Linked DNA regions of Mus musculus: region 2 is linked to region 1. A link is a contact called in public HiChIP or PLAC-seq data. All regions are on one chromosome and are shown on one strand. Each heading gives the region's core, a stretch centred on a gene start, on an enhancer-like site or on the middle of the called end of the contact. The rest is flanking DNA. Distances are from core to core; before and after follow the strand shown. Region 1 overlaps Gm10069 (predicted gene 10069). Region 2 overlaps Tulp3 (tubby-like protein 3).

Region 1 (5,883 bases), core at 2,358-4,857:
GCTACACAGAGAAACCCTGTCTCGAAAAACCAAAAAAAAAAAAAAAACCCAAAACAGTGTTATCCCCAGATCTGAGGGTCCCCAAAGACCACCTGGAGACGAACTCAGGTGCAAAAGCAACGAGTCTTAATCAAGCTCAAGCTTGGCCCTCAGACCCCTCTGACGAAGCAGGGTAGTGCAGAAGGCCCTCAGGTTCTGCCTTTTTATTTCGGTTACAGCAGGAAGGGGCTTATCAACTTGGCAGTTACATAACTGGTTAACAATGATTTTAGTTGGCTTAAGCAATCTATCTATATCTATCTATAGGCTCTGGAATGTTTGGTATTTTCCTGCTGGTGGCCCATGTCCAGGGTGCTTCCTTCCTGGAACAGTTTGTGGTTTTCCCAGAAATTCAAATTTAAACTGAGGACAGGCCCTAGTGTATAAAATGGAGGCCTGGTTACAAGATGGAGTCTGTCTTGTCAAGTTGAGGCCCTTCAACAGAAACTCATAAGTACCCAAAGAGTTGAGAATCCATCAGGGTTGAATGCCGGACCTGAATGGGGACAATGGTATCATTCCTACGCAAAGTAAGTGAGCTTCATGGAAGATAGGGTGGAAAAAACCCAAAAAACTGTGCTGCAGAAAGACAACTTCTGGGCGTGACGCTGCCACTCCACCTGTATTCACTGCAGCTGTGCGTATGTGCATAAGACTGGGGCCGTGGCCATTTCTGCATGGGGGGGGGGGGGCATGCAGGACAGTTAATGCTTGCCGAGGGAGGGGCGTCACTTTCTGTCACTTTCTTCAGTGGTGTAGCCACTGGCAAGCTGCCCTTAAGCCAGTCAATAACCTCCCCTACACTGCTCTAAATCCAGTGGGTCACACACAAAAGGCATCAGAATCAGAACAGGGCTTGCTGAGCAGAGAGGTTCCAATGAGAGAGGAAGGATGTCTCAGTTAAGGTTTTAGTGCAGTGAAGAGACACCATGACCACAGCAACTCTTATAAAGGTGGTTGGCTTACAGTTCAGAGGTTTTAGTCCATTCTCATTGTGACAGTAAGTATGGCAGCTAAATTCTGCATCTTGATCTGAAGGCAGCCAGGAGGAGACTGTCTTCTGCAGGCAGCCAGTGGCACACCGGAAACAGCGAGAGTCATGGCATCAGCACAGCTGCTAGACACGATTCCAGCAAAGCTAAGCAATTGCTGCAGTCGCTGTCCGTCTATCTCTAACTTTTGGGTTGTGGTCTCTGAGTGTTGTATCCTTGGGGACTTTCTGCACTGTGAATCACTGTGTGCCTTTTCTTGAGAAAATTATTTCTCAGTCTCTTTAGGAAAATCCTAAAATTAACTTTATCTGGTCACTATTTGGAAGTCTTCTGTACGCCCTGGAGATCCTTAAGCATAGATAAACACATAGCTAGATGAGGCCATTACCCCAGGAACCTGCTTGGGGGGTGTCTGCCCCTGAGATAACTCAAACTGCATATTTGATGAAGGGCAAACAGAGACAATTGACAAACTCTGACAGGCCAGGAGCATAGATTACAGATTCAAGGTCTCTTTTTATTATAGGCTTAGAGCTCTCTGAAAATGTAATTTAAGGGGGGGGGGGGGTCATACAGGTTACACTCCTGGAGGAGTAAAACTCAGTAAATAAGATAAACTAAAATAAACTTTTCCTAGTTTATAGCATAGATGATGAAACATATAGTAGAAGTTAGGTATTAGTATTTGCTATTCATAAAAAACCCAGTTCAGATAGTTTCTGTTTGTCTGGAGTGCTTTCAAACTACAAACACTGCCACCCTAAAAGCAGGCCACCATATATTAAATGTGTATGCTTTGAAGGAGACATTCTTTATATTCTTTAAATTGGAGTTATAGGGCTGATAATAAAAAAAAAATCCTTTCTGATTGTATTTTCTAATTGTAACTGAACTTGTAACCCTGGACATGTAAGGAAAAATCAAACATATATTCTGTACCACTTAGATAATCACTAGTCCGTCTTTGTTCTGTGAGACTTGTATCAATAAAGCAGCAGCTGGTTGGTTGTTAGGCAGAGCAGCAAAAATGGCCTGATTGATAGCAAGTTAGCTGCGAGATTTCCCCTGACCATTATGTGTGGCTCACTCTCCCCAATGGGCTGCCCTATCAGCAAAGACTCTCAGACTCTCCTCTCCATGCTAGGGAAGGCCTCCCATAAGCCAAAATACTGGATTCCACACTAGACAGAGTGTGAGGTGAGCATAAGAGACCTCAAAGCCTACCACAGTGACACACTTACTTCAACAAGGCCATATTTCATATTAGTGCCACTCCCCCTGGGCCAAGTATTTAAATACATGAATCTATGGGAGCCATACCTAGTCAAACCACCACAAAGGAATTAGAAAGGGGGATGGAGGGTGAAGCTCATTGTATAAATGAAAAAAATTACTATATGAGTTGATTATGTAAATAAATAAAAATCCAAGAGTCATAAGCATGTAAATATAAAATCATTATTTAAAGATATAAAACTAATATTCATTGTACATGTATTAAACTATCTAAATAAGTAAGTACATATAACTTCACCTAGCTCCTTCCACTCTGTAACATGGACTGGAACAATATTATGTCTCAGGAGCAATTTTCTGCAGTACTTGTTTCTACTGTTGCAAGACTCCCAGGCAAAGCCAGCTTAAGGCAGAGAGGGTTTATATTATCTCACAGTTTGAGGCCACAATCCATCATGGAGGGGAACCCATGGTGTGGGGAGCTTGAGGTGGCTGGTCACACTGTGAACACAGCAGGAAGCATGGATGAATGGTAGTATTCATTACTTCCTCTTTGCTATTCATCCCAAGACTTCACAACCCACAGAATGATACCATACATAGGATGGGTCTTTCCACTTCAACTCAACCTAAACCTCTTCACAGACTTCCTTAGTAATTCTGGATCCTATAGAATGGTGGTGGTGCTCCAGGAGTCAAGAGGGAGAGGAGGATGGATCTGAGTTCAAATCCAGCCTCGTCTACAGAGTGAGGTCCACTCTGTAGGGCTACGCAAAGAAACCCTGTCTTGAAAAACAAAAGAAATGATCACACACTGGATGGTTTATAAACAATGACATATTAAGTTGCTGGTCCCGGCATGGCCTTGGTGTCAGAATGACATGGTTCCTGCTACTGGGACAGGGCTGGCAGACGTGGGCCTCCACAAGCGTCTGATGGTTGCCGCGTGCATAGGCTTCTTCCCAGGCAAAGCCAATCTGCATTCCTCCTTTAAGGAATGTCTTCCCTGTTAATTAATGTTAATGACTCCATGGAAATCAGAGTCGTGAGTCCAGGAGGCCAAAGTGTGGCCAATGTCTCAGCAAAACGGTAAACACTGGGACCTTCAGGACAGCCCTTAAAGCTGTGGGAAAGAACTCTAAAAACGCGATTTTTAAAATATATAATTTCTCAGCTATGCGAAAAAATAAGGATGCATGTGAATTATGAGGGGCTTCATGAATCTAAAAGAACAAAGGCAGCGGTATTAACGAGCCACCTTGTCAGAAAGATACAGAGGCAGGCAGATAAAAAGGCAGGCAGATTCCTGAGTTCAAGGTCAGCCTGAGGCTCAGGTGTGGTAGAAATGGTAATTTCAGGGCGGGGTCTCACCCAGCTAGTTTATTACCTGTGTTTAACAGAGGCAGGGAGATCTCTGAATTCTTTTGCAAAGTTAAAAGAAAATGTGTGCTTGCTGTTTCCCAGGAGTTAAGGGACTGGGGTCACTGGATGCTGATTCATAGGATAATCTAAAGGAAAACTGAAGTAAATGACTGGATCCATATGAAAAATAAAAGACTGGGCTTTTGATCTGCAGGAGATGAGCTATCCAGAGAATTTTTTAGAATATATAGAGAGAACTGCTTGGAGAACTGTCTCAAGCAGAACACAGTAAGAGAACTGCCTAGAGATCTCCAGAGAGAGCAGATCAGAGAGAAAGAGCAGATGGGGAGGGGGAGGGGGAGGGGGAGAGGGAGAGAGAATGCAGAACAGAGAAAAAAGCGGTTGGAAAGCTGCCTCCAGCAGAACACAGGCCAGGCCACCACCAGCTTGGACCCACGATTTGACTTTGAACCTTTTGTTTTTGCTGCTCCCTGACACCCCTTCTCTCAGAACCCCTCTCCAAGTCAAGACTGGTCCTTGGCATTAAGTTTCCACAGGTCTCAAGTCCAAAGTCAAATCAGATTTGATGTCCATTCCTGAGTGCTGTGTCTTCACAGAGCACCTAAAGCTTGCAGCTCTTCATCCCCTTACCTTGGGTGTTAGGAATCCCACTAGGAATTTCTGAAATCATAAACACTCAAGTTATCATACCACAAGCATTAGCCCGGCTTCTCCAGGATAACAGAAGCAGTTGGGTGCATGCATGCATGTGTACATGTGCGTGTATATGTGTATATAGTCTAACTTCTTCAGGTGAGGCTATCAGGCTGGAGAACACAGAGGATCGAATTTGTAGTTCATGAATACTGCTGGCTTTTACTTCTCTGTCAGACTTTGTCCTATTCAATGGCCCCCTTCATTTGCTTTACTTAAAATCAGCCAAATTTAGTGTTATACTCATTCAAAAACACCTTCCCAGAAAACAGGAAAAAAAATCAGACCAACTATCTGGGCACTGCAGCTTTGCCAAGCTGGCTGACAACATAACCAGCACATAGTTCCATCCCTCTATTCACCACATACACTCCCAATACACAGCCCATTTCAATTAATCTTGTAAATCCTACAACATAAGTAAATACTCTCGTTTTTAACTATGCAGAACCAATGATTCAGGATGATTTAATCTGAAAATGTACACATCTAGAATCTTGGGCCAGTCAGGGTGGCATACACCTTTAATTCCAGAACTTGGGGGACAGAGGCAGGCATATCTCTGTAGGTCAGCCTGGTCTACCTAATGAGTTCCAGGCCAGCCAGGGAACACTTGTCCTGGGGGAGGGGCATGTGAATCACTGCCAACTTCAGTGAAATAACACAGTCAGTTCTAAGCAAATAGAAACCAAACTCCCATCTCCCTCATTTCTCAAGGTGCTCAAAAACCAAGCCAGGTGCTCTGGAGTTCAAGACCACCCTGGAGAAACATAGTCAAACACCAGCTTTAATAATAAACATGGGAGGAGTGTGGGGGTCAGGGGGTGGGAGGAGAACCTGATCTGGTATTGGGTGAGGGAAAAGGACTGAAGCTGGAAATAGGCAACCTCAGGAGATAGAAGGTTGGGGGACACTCCAGAATGTACTGAAAGAACCTAGTGGGGAAACCCCCACTCAATTGTCGTTCGGGGCGTACCCAAGAATCACGAACAGACGACCATCTTGATGTAAAAGCATGAGGTAGTTTAATGACGGAGCTCTGGGACGACACATATGTCCCGCAGGAGACAGAGGTGTCGACCACATGGTGGAGCCATAATGGCAGAGCTCCGGTTCGAAACGTATCTCATACAGGAGACAGTGGTTTCGACCCCGACACTTGGAAGCTAGGGGTTTTTATAGAAAAGGGGTGGGACTGGGGGAGGAATTGGCGTGGTTTCACATGATTGGTCCATTTAAACATCAACAGACTGTCAGAAGGGCAGGAGATAGGGAGGCACTAGGCCAGTCAGGACATGTAACAACGGGCCTGCCCGGGCATGTCCTGGCCTGTTCTGCTATGTTCTCAGCCCCAGGTTTTAAAGCTCACAAACAACTCTTTGGGCTATTTGACATAAATTACATGAATCACATGTCTCAAGTTTTATTTCCTTTCAGTACCAGAGACCTGGGAGGTGAGAAACTCTCAGGACTCAAAGGGAGTGAAGTTAGATGAAATGCCCAACAGTAGGGAGAGGGAACTTATAGAGCCCACCTGCAG
Region 2 (5,883 bases), core at 2,385-4,884, 130 kb after region 1:
GCTCCTTGGTTTTCCTGTTCCTTTGTTTTGTTTGGGATTGAACCTATAGCCTTAAGTATGAAGCATTCTACAGCTGAGCTATACCAGTAGCCAATTTTGTTTTGTCTTTGAGACAGAGTCTTACTATGTAATCCTGGCTGTCCTGGAACTCACTCTGTAGACTAGGCTGGCCTCAGACTCAGAGATCTGCCTGTCCAGTGCTGGGATTATAGGCATGAGCTACCACCTCCTGGCCATTTGTGAGGGTTGCTTTAAGGAATCATAGAAACAAGATGCACATACAACACTTAGGCCAGGTTGTCTTGGGACATTCTGAGTACTTGATATATAGTTTAAAACAAAAAGAAAGAGCCAGATGGGGCTCAATGCACAGGCTTAGCAGGCTTAAGGCCCTGTACCATCCCCAGCACAAAACAAAGCAGGGGGGAGGGAAGAAGAGAGAAGGCAGAGAGAAGAAGAAAAATGTCTCTAGCATGGGCTTGTGTTAGCATCTTTTTCTTAGCTTTTGTGGGCACTGATTTCCTCTGGGCCCCTAGAGGCTGTGTGGTAGTGGGTGGGCCTGTGTGGTAGTAGGTATGCCCTTTTGTGAAAGTAGGCAATACCTGGGAATGGACACTTTCTCTAAAGGAGAATTGATTGGTTGCAATTAGCCCATGGTAACGTATACATGGAAAAAAATGAAATAATAGGCTTTCAGAGTGATTTTGTCTTTATGTGCTTTCTTTCTTGTTGTTTTTGAAACAGTGCCTTTGACGATGAGACCCTGAGGCTTCGGCAGCTGAAGCTGGACAATCAGGTGAGCAGGGGCTCCTGGAGGACTGCCCAGGCTGGTGCTGAAGTCCCGTCAGGGTCTCACAGCAGGACTAGAAGGGCAGGGTCACTAATGGTTACTCATTAATACTGTGTGAACTTAGGAGTCGCTGGGCCAACACTTGAAGACGGTAGCAATACACGGTTTTATTAATAATCAGCGAAGAGCCCCTAGCTCCTATAAGGCTTAGAAGAATGTTGTAGCTGGGCATGGTAGCACTAACTGGGAATCCCAGCCCCAGAGAGGCTGAGACAGCTCCCTGGGAGTTCACTGCCACTCTGAGCAAAGAGGATAAAAGAATTATTTACTTTAGTTAGCCCATATAAAAGACACAAAAAAACCTCTGATGTTTATTTGCAAGCTAGATTGGGCAGGTTCTATGTTCCTTGTTCCCTGCTGTTTGAGTCTCGCCTGGGCTGCTTTTGCTCCATCAGCCTGTCCTCCGGGGGCATTTCTCCTGGCCACGAGCTCATAATCTATCCAGTCTCATGGCAGCCTCCGCCTCCTCTCTCCAGCTTCTCCCCTCCCCAACTCCTGTGGTCTCTCTCCAGACCCCTCACTCAGGTCTCAGGTTCTGCCAGTCTCTCTGTTCTGCCCAATCACAGGCTCTAGCCCTTTATTAACCAATAGCCTTAAAGTGGGGAGTAAGGCTTACACAACAAAAGCCAATTGGTATAATGGAGGATGGACGCTCTTGCCTGGATAGCAACCAGAATTGGGTTTTAGAATTTAGCACTTGTATACATAGCCATAGTCCAACCCCCAACAACGTAGGGAAACCATATCTCAGTAACCCAAGATAATAATGATAATAAATAAGGAAGTAAAAGTTGCATTGGCCTATCTCTTGTTGCTATAACAAAATACGTGAGATTGGGTGCATTGTTTTAAAAAAGAGACTTGCTTAGCTCACAGTTTTAGACACTAAAGTGCAAGATTTAACAGCTTCATCTGTTTGGTGTTTGGTGAGGGTCCCTGTAGGAAGTGCACTACAGTCTTGCTTAAAGGTCCATCTTAAAGAAAGGCATTTTCTCAGCTGAGACTCCCTCTTCCCAGATGACTCTGGCTTAGATCAAACTGACATAGAAGTAGCCAGCGCAGCCCCCTAAGTTACATCCCAGTGTGGCAGAGAAGCAACAGGGGAAACAGCTCAGTTTCTCGGAGCGGGGGATTGGATGGCAGTTCCTGGCTGGCCTCGAACTACAGAGATCAGCCTGCCTCTGTGTCCCCAGTGCTGGGATTAAAGGCGGGCGTGCGCCACCACTGCCCAGCTACTTAGTTATTTTTGACGTGGGAACGGGTTGGAGTTTTGAGACAGGGTCTCACCCTAGCCCAGGCTGACTCCAGCCTCCCCAGTGCTGAGATTACAGGCGTGTTCCACCTTGCCCAGCTGCGTTTGTTTCCTTTACTGGACTAATTATTGAATAAGAACCAAGGGCAGGTTATAAGAGGCACATTCATCTTTGATTGACACATAATAATTGTACATATTTATGGGGCACGGTCACATCTCATACCAGGCTTATGTGGATGTGTGTTTGTTCCTGTGTGAGAAAATCATAGGGCAACCTGTGGGTCTCAGTCCTCAGCTGTCCAGCCAGCTTGAGACAGAGCCGTGGGTGGCATGAGCCACCTAGCCATTGAGGTTAGCTGGCTGGAGCTTCTGCAGACTCCCCCGTCCCTGTCTCCCGTCTCCCCAGATGGACACCCGAAGATTATAGCCACTCGAGCTACTGCATTTGATCTCATGTTTCCAAGTGTAGGAGGAGGCGTCTAATCTTCAAGCTCTTAGTGTTGGCTCCTAGCATCTCAGTGGGTGTGAAATGCAGCCCAGTTCCCATCTCCCTAATGACTTAACAGTCCTAAAGTGTTTCTAACTTAAACTAACCAGGGTCTCACTGTACAGCCCTGACGTCTGGAATTCCAGTTCCAGATCTGACTCCCTCCTCTGAACTCTGTGGGCACCAGGCATGCACTGTAGCACGTGCATACATCCTTTCAGGCAAAACATTTATGCGCAGAGTAAATATAACTTAAAAAAAAATAGTACATGTGCCAGCCCTTTCCTTTCCATTGTACTGGAACCTTCTCCTGACCCTTCATGCTTTTCTGCCTGACTTTCTTGCTTTCTTTATCTTGCTACTGGTTTGGTTTGGTTTGGTTTGCTTTGGTTTGGTTTGCTTTGGTTTGGTTTGGTTTGGTTTGGAGGGACTTAACTTTACCTTGTTACCCAGTCTGGACATGAACTCCTGGGATCAAGATATCTTCCTGTGCTGGGCTCGGGTGGCGCAAGCCTTTAATCCCAGCACTTAGGAGGCAGAGGCAGATATCCTCCTGCTTCAGCCTCCAAAGTAGCTGAGACTAAATGAGCGACCCCCAAACTCATTGGTAACCACGGCTTTGAACACAAAGGGTGTGTAGGTTAGTTGTTGACACAAGCTGGACTCAACTTGAGAGGGAACCTCATTGAGAAACTGCTCCCGTCAGATTGGACCGTAGGCAAGCCTGGGGGTGGGATTTTTCTTGATTGATGATTAATATGAAAAGATGCAGCCCACTATGGGTGGTGCTATGCCTGGGATGGTTAGCCTGAGGTAAATAAGAGAAAACTGAGCCAGCCACAAGGAGCAAGCCAGTAAGCAAGCAGCCTTCCTCCAAGGCCTCTACTCTAGCTCTTGCCCCCAGTTTCCTGTCCAGACTTGAGTGGAAGTGGAAGCTAAGCCTCTCTTCTCTAAGTTACTTTTGGTTCTGTTGTTTAGCACTGCAGCAGTAACTAGAACACAAAGCAAATGCCCTGCCCCACCCCCTGCCTCTTCATCTTGCTTTTACCCACAGACTCTTTGTTCTCTGCTCAGAATGTCCCAGGTGCCTTTTCTTTCTTCCCACTTCAGTCAAGGTCATTTGATTTTGAATTTTTGTAACCGAACAAGAATGCAAAACTGAGGTTGGCCTTAGGGGGAGGGGGTGCATCCCTATAATCCCAGGATTTGGGGGGTCTGGGCAGGATTACTAGTTGTAAGTCAGTCTGGAATCCATAGGAACGTTCCGTCTCAGAAAAAAAATAGTCTAAGCTATTCCAAGAGGGTAGGCCCTGTGTTGTAATGCCGCATTATCTCTCTAGAGGGCACTGCTGGAGAAGAAGCAGAGAAAGAAGCGCCTTGAGCCACTCATGGTACAGCCAAACCCAGAAGCCAGGCTGCGAAGGTTAAAGCCACGAGGCAGTGAGGAGCACACGCCTCTGGTGGACCCTCAGATGCCTCGCAGCGACGTCATCCTACACGGTGTGTATTTAGACAGTGCCACCTCTGACTTAAGTACAGTTTTCACAGACCCGAGATAAGGCCGGGGGCGGGGGGGGGGGGGATGCTGAGGCGCTTTCTGGGTCTTTGTGAGAAAAAAAAAAAAAAAACGTGGAAGATGCCTCCAAATTTAAGTCCACCCTAGAACTACTGATTCTGATGCAAAATGAATTGTACTTTCTGAAATGAATGACTAAACCTCAAAATTCTCCAAATGAATGAACATTGTCTGGCACTGAGCCACTCCCCCAACCTCCTGGTCTCAGTCCTAGGTTCTGAACAAAGCTTGAGTTAGCCAAGTTCGTTAATAGAATCGGTCCCAGGCCTGGGTAGCCATAGGAGCACATCCCCGCAACCGGCCAGCTCAGTTCTGGTTAACTCTCACCCTTTCTCCTCCTCTGGACTCCTAGGCATCGACGGTCCAGCTGCTTTCCTTAAGCCAGAGGCTCAGGATTTGGAAAGCAAGCCTCAGGTTCTCTCTGTGGGCTCCCCTGCCCCAGAAGAAGGCACGGAAGGGAGTGCAGATGGGGAAAGCCCCGAGGAGACAGCCCCCAAGCCAGACCTTCAGGAGATTCTCCAAAAACACGGTGAGGATGGTGCAGAGCTTAAGACGGGGTATCCATCCTCCTTTCTCTCACTGGCTTGTATTCTAAGTGGCCCAGGCTTGTTTGGGGTTTCAACATCTTCGACATTGAAGGGGGAATGCTTAGCAACAGTTGTTGTTTATGCTGTTGTCTGAGAAAGCAGGTAGTGGACTACAGCCTAGTGGTTATTGTATATGATTTTTCCTTCTGAAAATTATCCACTGCCTACTCCCGCCTGTTACTCAGATGGTTTTCTGGAGGAGGCATAAACAAGATGAACACCTTCTAAGGTGCCAGTGACAAACTGAGGGCCAGCTCCACCAAAGGTCACTCTGTGGAAATAATGTTTATTTACAGAGCATGGGGGGAGGGGCTACTCAGGAATGGGAGCTCTTCGCCCAACAGACCTCAGCTGAAAAGCCTCACCCAGCAGATGTGAGGACTTCCCTTGGTGTCACAGATGGAGCCTTGCCCTCCAGCGTCCCCAAGGCTTGCAATTACAACAGGTGGTAGACAGAGACTAGCTACTCAGCTGAGGGTCTTGGGACCCTCCCCTGCCCTATGTGAGGGGTTATAAACAGTCAGCATGCCCACTTTGGATTGTCCTTTTGCAAGAGGGTGCAGCTAAACACCCCAAGATGGTCGGAGCTTGGCTTGAAGGATAGACACTCACATCACCTCTTTTTTAGCAGAGTTGTTCTTCACTACTTTGTCTACTACACTCTAATTCTGTGACAAGAGGCTGTTTTGTCAGTTGCTGGTGTTACAGAAGGACATGCGTTTTAGAGTTCCCCTGAAATCTCTTTTTCTCCTTAAAAACAATTTCACAGTGACATCAAGTGCCCGGTTTTGTCTATTTTTGCCTTTTTCCCCCCCTTGAGACAGGGTTTCTCTGTGTACTCCAGGCTGTCCTGGAACTCACTGTGTAGACCATGCTGGACTTGAACTCAGAAATCCACCAACCTCTGCCTCCCCCCAGTGCTGGGATTAAAGCCATGTCCCACCACTGCCTGGCAGCAAACCTGGTTTCCTTTTCCTTTTCGACAGGGTGTTGTTATGTAACCCAGGCTGGCTTCCCATCTCAGCCTCCTGATGCTGAGTTCATAGACCTTCATCACCATGCTATATCCCCACCCTTGAAGTGAGAAAGTGAAGGCCTGTGAGGATCAGTGGATGTGAGGTGCTTGCA

Evidence for each region. HiChIP or PLAC-seq counts read pairs in DNA pulled down with a chosen protein or histone mark.
Region 2: an H3K27ac HiChIP or PLAC-seq map of embryonic stem cells shows a contact between it and region 1, with 10 times the contacts expected there. The contact joins two enhancer-like sites. A contact is called at or near these places in 1 of 39 promoter capture datasets (embryonic stem cells), 1 of 15 datasets of contacts at CTCF or cohesin (embryonic stem cells), 4 of 484 Hi-C or Micro-C datasets (the AML12 cell line, brown adipocytes, embryonic stem cells and 1 more), 3 of 115 datasets of contacts at active chromatin or transcription factors (all in embryonic stem cells) and 3 of 9 other capture datasets (adipose tissue, embryonic stem cells and liver).

The regions. Positions count from the first base shown.
Region 1 is chr6:128,458,640-128,464,522 of GRCm38.p6, reverse strand. All of the region lies in intron 2 of Gm10069 (predicted gene 10069), which reads right to left. Among named protein-coding and RNA genes, the nearest start is that of Gm10069, 23 kb to the right of the region's middle. Within about 2 kb of position 3,607, at least 18 of the 459 cell types and tissues checked have an H3K27ac peak or open chromatin away from gene starts, as enhancers often do. A contact at or near this core is called in embryonic stem cells, where this site is marked.
Region 2 is chr6:128,332,647-128,338,529 of GRCm38.p6, reverse strand. It overlaps Tulp3 (tubby-like protein 3), which reads left to right. Exons shown (of 11, transcript NM_011657.2): 2 at 745-796; 3 at 3,933-4,092; 4 at 4,521-4,697. Among named protein-coding and RNA genes, the nearest start is that of Tulp3, 20 kb to the left of the region's middle. Within about 2 kb of position 3,634, at least 67 of the 459 cell types and tissues checked have an H3K27ac peak or open chromatin away from gene starts, as enhancers often do. A contact at or near this core is called in embryonic stem cells, where this site is marked.